2 separate regions of the Mus musculus genome follow, and region 2 is linked to region 1. A link is a contact called in public Micro-C data. All regions are on one chromosome and are shown on one strand. Each heading gives the region's core, a stretch centred on a gene start, on an enhancer-like site or on the middle of the called end of the contact. The rest is flanking DNA. Distances are from core to core; before and after follow the strand shown.

Region 1 (5,837 bases), core at 1,005-3,504:
TCCCTTCTCCTCCAAGTCCCACCTCTACAAGTCCCTCCTTCCATTATCCTCCCCGCACCCCTTCTCAGAGAAGGAGAGCCTAGCTTCTGAGCAGTTTCATCCAGCAGCAGATGGACACACAGTTGCAGAAGCCCACAGCCAAACATCAGGCAGGACTTGTGGAAGAGTGGGGGGTAGGACTGAGGGATCCAGAGGGGCCGAGGACACTGCAAGAAGACCTACAAAGTCAGTTAATCTGGGCCCATGGGGTTCACAGAGTCTGAACCATCAACCAAGCAGGGACTGGACCTAGGCCCCCCTATTCTTTTGGAGCAGATGTGCAGCTTGGTCTTCATGTGGGTCTCCTAACAGTTGCACAGGGGGCTGTCTCTGCCTCTGCTGCCTGTCATTGGCTCCCCTTCCCCTAACTGGACTTCCTGGTTGGACTTCAGTGAGAGAAGATGTGCTTACTCCTGCTGAGACTGGATGCTCCAGGGCAGAGTGGTAACTTTCTGATTTTCTATTAGTGCTTGCCTGCCCATCGGTGGCTGGGTGAAACCCACTCAGCTCATACACTGGTGTCCGTTTCAGCTATGTGGTAACTCTTCACATTGGAGTAACACCGGAGAACAAATAATGTCTGACAGGGAAGTCACGCCCAGGTGACATGGTGTGGAGGGAATTTTGTGAAAGATGGGCATCTGAAGACATCTTGAGAAAGGACTTGATAGATAGCTACCAGCGGAGAAAGCGACGGAGCATCTCAAATGCTCGCACTTGAACTGGCCGCAAGGTTAGGGAGCAGAGGCAGCCGCTGTTAATAGACTGTGCACACAGAAGCCTTCCATTTGATCTCCAGCACAGAATACAACTGGGCGTGGTGTCATAACCTGAAGTTCCGGCATTGCACAGGTGGATCAGATATTCAAGGTCCCCACTTAGCTGCATAGCAAGTTTAAGAATAGCCTGAACTACATTAAGACCCTGTCTCAAAAACAAAACAATAATATAAATAGGGTAGATGTAATACGGAGGAGAACGGGAACCGAGACAAGCGTCAGAGCTTTTTTCTGCCTAGAAAGGGTCTGTGTCTTTTCCTCTAACACCACTCCAGGCCCTATGCTCTGCCCCCACACTTGACAGCTGGCTGGATTTCCTTTCCATTCGTCTCCTGAGGCAGGCTCCTTTAGTTCTTTTCCTGCACCATATGTATTTACCAAAACCAACTGTAACACCCAGGAATACACAATGAGAGTATCTTTCTCCCTAGGTTTTAAAACTTTTTCTTTTTTAAATTTTAATCCAAAATTAAAACTGGAATTAAAATTTTTGGCTAATCACAAGACAGAAAAAATAGAACTGAGGGACTGGGATCTTTAACTTCAGAGTATCTAGACTCAAATATTTATGGTCTAGAGAGGGGAAAAAATGGGATGAATCCACTACTACCAACAGACATGGACTTTGATTTTCGGGTTGCTTGCGATGCTGGCTCCATCTCTAGGTACAGAATGTTCCCAGCTTCAAGAAGACCTTATCATTTAAGACCCAGGTGCTCTCTGTGCCTTCCTTCCTCTCAGGTGTTTAGTGCCAATTAAGTCTAGCTGTGGAGCACTCACCGCCACCGCTAATGTCACAAAAATGGAACTGGAGGCTAATTTTGCTTCTCATGAATAGGTCCCTGTGGTTTCATTTCAAGCCTAATGGAAGGGACGCGCTCCAGCCTTCCCCTCTGTTGTAACTTGCTGAGGCTCACCTTCAGGAATTTCGCTTCCGTTCCGTGTGCGCTATTTCCTGTGTGGGTTTATTGTTGGCTGTTGTTTTCACATATGAGTTCCATTCTATTGTGGATACTCCGTTCTTCAGGAACTACCAGAGTGAGTGATGACTTAACTGCTCATTTTGGGACCTTTATGTTCCTAGGAAGGCCTCCTAGTCCTGCTCAACTTCACTTCCTGCTATGGTGGGCTTCCTTCCGGCTCGCCCATGTTCCCCTTCAGTGTAGGAGAGCAATACCCCAAACCTCTGTGGAAAAGTATGGAAAACATTTTGGGATGGAGTAGTCATTATTTTGCAATCAGACATTGCTGTTTGGCATCAATTTCACAGGGCTTGAAGGAAAACTGAGAATTTGGTGACAGTGAGCGAGCTAGAAGGGGTAGCGTGCCCTGTGACACCACACCGGGGTCGCAAGCACCGTCCCTTCTGAGCGCGTGGATAAGCCAGCTTTGCCTTCCACAGCCGGTCCCGTTGGGAAGGTTGTGTCATTTCAGAAGCGGGTGCGTGTGTATGTCTGTTGCCATGACAACCCAGCAGCTTTTGGTTCAGGCTTCTCAGCCAAGGCATAAATGTACTCTTGAAGTGATGCTTGTCAGAATTTGCCAGACTATTTTCCAGCACCCCTGGATTCACACAAAAGGCTTAGAAGGTTTCCAACTCCATTTAGGGGAGAGACAGGATGAAATTAGTGGTTGGCTCATAAGAGTGGCGAGGGCTGAGAAGTTCTACTCCCCTGCGGAAGGCAGCATGTTCCAGCCTGCCGTTTCAATACTTTGGGCAGTTCTGCATAATTAAAGAAAAAGCCCAAAATCAAATGCCACAAAAAAAAAAAAAAAAAAAAAAAAAAAAAAGCTAATTACCGGAACTGAGGCTTTCTGTTGAGTTCTTGTGACTCATAACTATCTCTGCATTTAATAAGGGGTCATTGTTCCTGCCCGGACTTTATTCTTATTTGGGCTTGTCAAATATGTGTAGGTACTACACCAAAGAAAGCAACTAAAAAGTCAATAGCAGGAGCCAAGAGCATAATCTCTCAGCCAACTCCATGGACTTGTCAGTTCCTGCTTTTGTCTTCATGCCCACTAACCTCGCTGAAAGGATTAAAGCCTGGTCATTTTGCAAGGAAATTATACAGGACATTCAGCGACTCTGAGACAGACTAATTAGACCTGGTGACTGCTTGGTTCTTCCATTTCTCCTCCTTTCCCACCTTCTGCTGCTCCCTACATCTCTTCCAAATGGATGCAGCAAAATACCTGTTCCCACCAGGCACTTATGAGCGGCCATCAATAGGATCCCATTACGAAGAGGGACACAAGGGGATGTGATCATGTCCCCAGGTTCACACCATGCCTGTCTCCAGGAGCATGGGTCTCCAGCTGGCTGCCATTACAGATAACTTAGGTGCGTTATCTCGTTATTCTGTTAAAGTCATTCTGAAGTCAAACAAACCCCTGATCCTTTTAATTTAATTTCTCTTAGTCATCATCTATCTCCAAGAACTGAACGCTGTGAGTCATATAGTCTCTCGAGTCCTGAGAAGAAATCTGAGCTGTGTTGAGATTTAGCCACAAACACTAGCTATTCCTTAATGGAATACATCACTTAATGTAGGTCTTCACTCCGTCCTTGGTAAAAGGAGCCACTTGGATATAAATTCTGAGTTCTGCTCCCAGTGAGAAATTTTGTTTCTTTCAGGGAATTCTGGAAACCTTAGCTCCAACTTTGCTCATGCATTTTAGCAAATTGTGTCTTTAAAAAAAAATGCTAGCATAGAGAGCATCACTCCAGAGCAATGAAACAAGTGAGTTGCCATGGAAGCTGTTCTTGGTTCATGTCCTTAGGCACACCCCTTGACCCATCTCACCCACTGGTTCATACCCTAAGCACACCCCCTTGGTCCACCTCCTCCTCTGGTTCATAGCGTAGGATCCTGGACCTGCCTCATCCCATCCCCTCATCTGTATCCCCAGCCCACAAGGTTGTTTGTTTGCTTATTTCCAACAAAGAAATAGTACGTTTCTGGTTTGAATTACTAACATCCTTAAATTCAGAATGTCTGTGTGTTGCAGAAGACAAGTCAACTCAGGGTAGGAGCTTAAACTAGATGGATTCCAAGTATCGTCTCAACATTAACTGGGATTTTTATGTGAATTGTGCCAAAGATCCAGGGCAGAAAGCCCCTATGGCATCACTCACACACTGCAGCCTGCAGTGTGAACTCGGCCCACAGAGGTTTTGTTTAGCCCACATATATAAAATCATATCTCATATGTATATATGACTTTAACAGACAGCAAATGTCCAGCTTCCATGTCTAACATTGGGAAAGCTGGCTAAGAATTGTCATGCTTGTAATCCTAGCAATTGGAGAATCACAGTGAGATTAAGGCCAGACCAAGCTAGAATGAATTATAGGCTAGCCTGAGCTATAGTATGAGACGAGAGAGGCGGGGGGAGCAGGGGAGGGGAGAAGAGAAGAGAAGAGAAGAGAAGAGAAGAGAAGAGAAGAGAAGAGAAGAGAAGAGAAGAGAAGAGAAGCCAATGGGAACAGCTGGCCTTAGGTGGTCACAGTCCCCTAATGCTGGAGGTACAGCCCTTGTGGCAGGGCAGTTGCTACCCACCCAGTCTACAGTCTACTGCTACCTCATGCATCCCCCTCTCACCCTATGCACAGCGGAGTAACAGACATGTGACCTACTGGCTTCCCAAGACCACCCATTGTCTTCAGACCACCAAGGAAGAGCCTCTGAGAAAGAAATCACTAACTTACAATCAAACGTTCTGGCTTCCTTCCGGCTGTCTGTACTTATTTAGCAATTCTTTAAAAAAAAAATAGAAAACAAGAAAGCTATGTGAGTGTTGCTGACAGCTCTGCAGTAAGTGGGATGTAATGGTTTTGTTTCTGTTCAATGAACACTTCACCCATGCCAGAGAACATACCCCAGCTGCTCACCTCTGGGGAGGAAAAGAAAAGAAAAAAAATTTAAAAATTCTCAGTGATTGACGACAGACTGCTACTTAATTGGATCACCCTTGGATACATGAGCAGCTGGCAGTCTTGAAACTTCCTCTCTGTGGATATAAGATATGGAATCTTTTAAAGAAAAAAATATGGTTTTATTAAACTATAATTCAGGGACTTAGCAGTTGAGAGCACTTCCTATTCTGCCAAAGACCCAGCAACCACCTTGGGTGGTTCATAACATGCCCCACCACCCCGTCTCCCCACAACCCCAAACTAAAGTACTAGTGAATCTAATGCCCTCTTCTGGCCTCCAAAGGCACCTGCACTCAAGTGCACATACAGACACAGACAGACAGATTGACAGACAGACAGACAAGCACACACATAAATAAGTAAAAATTAAAAGATGAATTCAAGTACTATATCATTTCCCTTTAAAAACTTAGTGGTTTATGCATGCCTCATATTAATATGGCTGCTAGAATTACTGAGCTGATGGTTTTTTCATCACTTCCAAACTAAAAGAAGCCACACCTCTGTTTGTAGCTCCTCCCCATTCCTCCTTCCCCTCACCTCAACTGTAAACCACCACTAATCTGCTTTCTGTTTCTATAGGCTTGCATATTTTGTTCATCTCATATAAATGAAGTCATACATTTCAATAAGTGACCTTTTTTGTCTGGTTTGCATAATAGTTCACTTTGCATAATATTTCAAAGGCTCCAGGTCATAACACACCGTTGATGGCTTTAGCTTTCTCCTCACTAACTAGTGCCCTATTGTATCCAAGAGATACTATGTGGTTGTTTCCATTTGAGGGAGGGCTTTTAGGAGAAATGCTCTATGACCTCAGCTTTTCCTCTTTTGTGTGAGCATGTGTTTTTGTTTCTCTTGGGTACATTTAGGGAGGGAATTGCCAGGTCCTACTGTGATGCATCTGGCAATTTTGCTCTTGAAGAAAGGTAAACTTGTTTCCCTTAGTGGCTGTGTCATTTCACTTCCACTCTAGCAATACAGGCTCTTCCAATCTCCCACACCTGCTGCCGCTCCCTCGTTACTATTTCAGTCTAGCCTTGCACTGGGTGTTGACCAGCACTTTCCTGCAGACTTT
Region 2 (5,837 bases), core at 1,513-4,012, 140 kb after region 1:
TGATGTGGTCCAGAGGACTGAGAGATTGCCTTGATGGTGGCATGGGTGTAGGAGAAACCAGCATCTGAATACCGGGACAGGGAGGTAGCCAAGCTACACACCAGGGCTTCCAGAACACTTAGGAAAAGCCATGGTCAATTTCCTACTCCATAAAAATAGTTGTGGCTCCCATCCAGGTAAATTGGCTGAAGACAACAACCGGGCAAGGCAGGCATCCGAGTGCTTGAGAGGCTGAGACAGGAAGATCACAGCATGTTCCAAACCACTCTGCCTCCTCTGTCTGTCTCTATCTCTGTCTGTCTCTGTCTCTGTCTGTCTCTCTCTCTCTCTCTCTCTCTCTCTCTCTCTCTCTCTCTCTCTCTCTCTCTCTCTCTCTGTGTGTGTGTGTGTGTGTGATAAGCAGGGAAGAAAGCAGCTTATGCTTGCCCAGGTGTCAGCCTGATGTAACTGACTAGGAGTTCCGTACGCTCACAAAAGACAATGTGACAAGGCCTTCTGAGCTCAACGTGCAAGCAATGTGGCTTCCACGTGTGCACTAGTTACGCTCTCATATGTTCTTTTGTCTCTGTTGCTGGGGATTTTCCCTATGTCGTTAAATCCAGTGCTGGGTTCCTTCTTTACACTGCACTGTTCTCGAAGCTTAAGAGAGAGATGGGTTTCTGCCTCGTTACTGTTTTACAGCTTCATATCCTTTGAACAAGACATAGGATACTAAGAAATCATTGGAAACCTCACTGTCCAGTGGGAAGGCACATTATTCTGCTGTGCTTGAGCACATAGCTGTTCTGCATTTCGATGATAAACAATTTGGCTTTGGCAGCCAAGAATAACTGTGCAGATGTTCTGCACCCGGCCACTTCTTGGTATGCAGCAGCAAGGACCAGCAGAAACCACCCCAATTATAGCAGATTAATGTGCTAAAATTACCACAAAGAGAGCATGCGTATGAGCCTCTGGAAAGCCACTTAACTTTGAACCCGCTGGCATATGATGGGACCTACACACACACCCCTGCCTCAGACTAACTAGTTGGGCATAGATGCACATACCTTTAATCCCAGCTCTCAGGAGGCAGATCAGTAGATCTCTGTGAGTTCAAGGCTAGCCTGGACTACATAATGAGTTTCATGGTGAACTACATAGTGAGACCCTGTCTCCAAGAAAGAAAAAAAAAAAAAAGACTAATTCTGAAGCCAGGTTTTTCTGCAATTAAGCAGTTTGTTGGCATTGAAATGTTGCTTTTGAAATGTTGTCATAAAAACAAGAGTAAAATGATGGATTGACCTCAGTTTGAAAGGAATGGTTTTCGAGTACTGTTACAGCCTAGCTGAGATGTAGGCATTATCAGTTCTTATTACCATGCCAACAGTTGTGACTGTATTTACATCACAGACTCCCCGGTCCAACCTCTGTCAACTCAGTACCTCACAGATGCCTTGTAACACTGGCTCCAAGGGATCCGATGTCCTCTGCAGACTTTTATGGGCACCTACAAATGTGTGAATATACATTCACACAGGTAAATCATACAATAAATCTCCAAAAAAAAAAAAAAAAAGGACAATAATGAGGTTGCAAGGGGAACCTGTTGTGGGGTGGCTGGTGCATTTGGGGAGAGGAGGTGTGTACAATCATAATACATTTGTATACATATATAAAATTCTCTAAGAATAAATACATAACATAACATAACATAACATAGAGGACATGAAAAAATATGGCCACAAAAAATTAGTGGGTCCTACAAAAAAAAAAAAAAACACTATCAGTTTGATTTTATACACCTACTCTAAGAAGATTTTAATTACCTGTCCATTCTCTAACATGAATGCAGCATATAGCTTTATGTATAAGAACTCAGACTCATTTTCTACCTGACTCTTGTCCCATTAAAGAATGTCGGCGTTTGTCAAGCTTACAATATGCAAAAGCAATCCCTAGCACACTGCTGGGCATGGTCTCCCAGAACCCAACCGCTGTTTCTACCTAATGTCTCAAAGATGGAGCTCAGTTCTGTTGAGAACAATAAAACACAGGCACTCGTTTAAAAAAAAAAAAAAGTGACAATTTTAGAAAAGCCAAATCGGACGGAAGAGAACCTGTCAGTATCATTTTGAGGTTGTTATAAAGAAACCACGACTAAGGGAGTGGCCAGGCCCTAGGGATGATCGGTCCGGTCCGAGTGCAGAGTCTCTGGGAGGAGCTCACTTTCTTCCACACCACAGCGATGTTTTTTCAATCTGATGATCAAAAAGGGGAGGGGGCATGGTGGGTGTGTTTTTCTCTCAGCAGGATCAGCCAAGCTGTCTCCAAAACCATGTTCCCAAGACACATTCCCCTTTTGATACTCACGGTTTAAAAAAAGGTGGAGGGAGGAGGGAGGAGGAGGGGGGCAAAATTACTTATTATTACAAACAGCCTGAGCCTCCTTTAAGCGCAAAACGCTCTTGCCTTCTAACCCACTTTGATGTGTAGTGTGTGCTCTGAAGTCCTGTGCGTGTTCTAGGCTTTGCATTTTAAAATGAGTAATGCCAACATTAGTCAAAATCAACCCAACCCCTCTAGAGATTTAAGTGGGTTTTGTGTCCTAAATCATTTCTCGTCTAATTATCCTGAGGCCAGCTGCTACTCCCTGCATTTATTTAATCCACCAGAACGGAAGAAGGAGCAGAATTGTCATTTTCCCCAGGGCTGAAGCACGGCCAATTATCTAGAAGTTCGTACAATTGACTAGCCCGATGAATAGATGGGCTGTTAACGTTTCTTCTTTACTCTTCACATGACTCAGGCAGGCACTTAAAATAGCATCCACATACTGTACTGTGCTGTCACCTTTGGGGAGGGGACTTAGGAGAGAGACTGGGGGCAGCACAGTACTTCCTCACTGTGTGTTTTCTCAGCTATCAAATGATTGAGGCTTATAATTCGCATGCTCTGGGCATCATCCTGAGTGAGGTAACACATTCACAAAGAAACTCACACAATATGTACTCACTGATAAGTGGATATTAGCCCCAAACCTGGGATACCCAAGATATAAGATACAATTTGCTAAACACATGAAACTCAAGAAAAATGAAGACTGAAGTGTGGACACTATGCCCCTCCTTAGAATGGGGAACAAAACACCCATGGAAGGAGTTACAGAGACAAAGTTTGGAGCTGAGATGAAAGGATGGACCATGTAGAGACTGCCATATCCAGGGATCCACCCCATAATCAGCATCCAAACGCTGACACCATTGCATACACTAGCAAGATTTTATTGAAAGGTCCCAGATGTAGCTGTCTCTTGTGAGACTATGCCGGGGCCTGGCAAACACAGAAGTGGATGCTCACAATCAGCTAATGGATGGATCACAGGGCTCCCAATGGAGGAGCTAGAGAAAGTAGCCAAGGAGCTAAAGGGATCTGCAACCCTATAGGTGGAACAACATTATGAACTAACCAGTACCCCGGAGCTCTTGACTCTAGCTGCATATGTATCAAAAGATGGCCTGGTCGGCCATCACTGGAAAGAGAGGCCCATTGGACTTGCAGACTTTATATGCCCCAGTACAGGGGAACGCCAGGGCCAAGAGGGGGGAGTGGGTGGGTAGGGAAGGGGGGGTGGGTGGGTATGGGGGACTTTTGGTATAGCATTGGAAATGTAAATGAGCTAAATACCTAATAAAAAATGGAAAAAAAACAGATAAAAAATAATAATTCGCATGCTCCGTTTGATTGATGAAACTCAAGTGTGTCTTCAAGCTGCAATTCTAGGTAATGGGAAAGACCATTGCCCCACACTAGGCTATGCTTTTCTCCTTGAAGCAACCTTGATAACTTAGGACAAGAAAGAGTAGGGCTTACAGAAGTAAACTGAGTGGAATGCTTCAACCTGGCCCCAAAGCCAAGCTTTTGTTTGTCTGTGGATTTCTGATTTATTTCTTGGGTCTTGCCCTGTACTGACTATCTTAGAAGCCTTAAAAGACAGCTAGTAACCCTCAAAAAAGATGTGGCTTGGTTAAAGACATAAGACATTTGGAAAAATAATGGTGAAGGGAATCTCTAAAGATGCTAAGTTATGGCTGGGCTGCACAGAAAATGCTTCCAGAAACAGCTGAGCCAGGCATGACGGCACATGCTTTTAATTCCTGCATTTGGAATCTGAAACAGGACTGTAGATTCAGGACCAGCCCAGGGTACACACTGAGATGCTGTCTCAAAAAAAAAAAATTAATAGAAAAACAAGCAAGCAAGCAAACAAACAAAAAACAGCTGCTTCTTTCTTAAGATGATAGTAGTAGATTATAGCCCACTGGGGAAAAAAATCCACGAGTTCATATTAACAACAAACTGATTAATGAATATAAGCAGTGGTAGGAAAAGCCCCTTCTTACATACCAAAGAATGATAGGATTCAAAGATGGCCATGATGCCACCATCATGGTTATAACTGACTGGGACAATAGTCAGAAAATGGCTTACCAGTTCAGCTGGGCTGACTGGAGAGTGAGCCCCAAGAATTCACCTGCCTCTGTTTCCCCAATGCTTTGATTATTAAAGTATATACCAAGTACCTCAAGCACTTTACCAACTGTGTTCTCTCTCCACCTTTCTCTGTATTTCTAAACGAAAGCCTTCCCATCTGTGTGGATGTCTGTAGTTTAGAAAAGACCCAAGCAGTCTTGAGATTGACTTCAAGATTGAAGGAAGTTTCAGTCTCAGTTGAAATGCTTAATGCTTGCATTAAAATGGAGACTACTGGCTAACAAGATGGATCAGATGGATACTTGCTGCAAAGCCTAATGACTTGAGTTAGATTCCCAGGGCCCACATGGTAGGAGAGAGCCTACTCTTACAAGTTGGCCTAAGACTTTCTCATACATGTACCATGGAAAGTACATACATAGGAGCACGCACGCGTGCGCGCGCGCGCGCACACACACACACACACACACACACACACACACACACACACAAATGGATATATTGATGACTGAATGGATGAGAAAAATAAATAATGAAATGAAGAATTGCTTTCTCTGTTTCACAAAGACAGACTCCATAGCTGCTCAAGTTACACTTGCTTAAGAGGCCTATCGGACCTACCTTGGTCCCTCCATCTGCTTGCTAAGGAGTGAGATTATAGGAAGTCATTTATACATTTTTTCCATCCATTTGTATCACTTATCTTAGTTAGAGTTGGTTATCTGCTTTACAATGTTGACATTTGAGAAACAATTATCGACACTGCCTTGGTTTACTTTAGAGCATCAATACTTTAAAGAAGTAGGCAATGGGAGCTGGAGAGATGGTTGCTCTTCCAGATGACCCAAGGTCTCCCAGAAGCCACAAGCAGCTCACAACCATCTGTAATTCCAATTACAGGGGATTCAAAGCCCCCTTCTGTCCTCCACAGCCATATGCACAGACCCACATTTAGGCAAAACACCCAAACACATAATAAAAATAAAATAAATCTAAAAATGTAGGCAACGACTTAAATACATCTCCTTTTTCTAAAAGATTAGTCAACTCTGTAATAGGTGCCTTGTAGATGTATAATAAGCAGATACCTATTTTTAGGATTCATTTCACATAATCATTTAGCATAGCAGGCTATTTACATTGGGCTCACATGCTCATTGAGACAACTGAATTATACTTCTGCTCTTGACCAAGATGTGGAGGAACACAAACAGAAGGGCACACTGTTAGGGAAGGAGGGACCTGTCAGGCATGGAGAAATGACTCAGAGATCAGTGGGCCCAGTGCTGCCTGGGACTTGGCCTTACTAAAAGGATCAACTTACTAGGGTTATTCTGTACTCAGAGTGGGGCATCCAACCAACT

What was found. Hi-C and Micro-C count contacts between places; a contact is called where the count stands out from the background.
Region 2: a Micro-C map of muscle stem cells shows a contact between it and region 1, with 5 times the contacts expected there. The contact joins two enhancer-like sites. A contact is called at or near these places in 8 of 484 Hi-C or Micro-C datasets (CD4 T cells, CD8 T cells, bone marrow-derived macrophages and 4 more), 19 of 115 datasets of contacts at active chromatin or transcription factors (CD8 T cells, DN3 thymocytes, the HPC-7 cell line and 16 more) and 1 of 9 other capture datasets (embryonic stem cells).

What each region holds. Positions count from the first base shown.
Region 1 is chr13:24,519,362-24,525,198 of GRCm38.p6, forward strand. It overlaps a transcript of Ripor2 not described here. Among named protein-coding and RNA genes, the nearest start is that of Gm22013, 36 kb to the left of the region's middle. Within about 2 kb of position 2,255, at least 90 of the 459 cell types and tissues checked have an H3K27ac peak or open chromatin away from gene starts, as enhancers often do. A contact at or near this core is called in cortical neurons, embryonic fibroblasts and muscle stem cells, where this site is marked.
Region 2 is chr13:24,654,614-24,660,450 of GRCm38.p6, forward strand. The region is part of intron 1 of Ripor2 (RHO family interacting cell polarization regulator 2); the gene reads left to right. Among named protein-coding and RNA genes, the nearest start is that of Ripor2, 19 kb to the left of the region's middle. Within about 2 kb of position 2,763, at least 37 of the 459 cell types and tissues checked have an H3K27ac peak or open chromatin away from gene starts, as enhancers often do. A contact at or near this core is called in cortical neurons, embryonic fibroblasts and muscle stem cells, where this site is marked.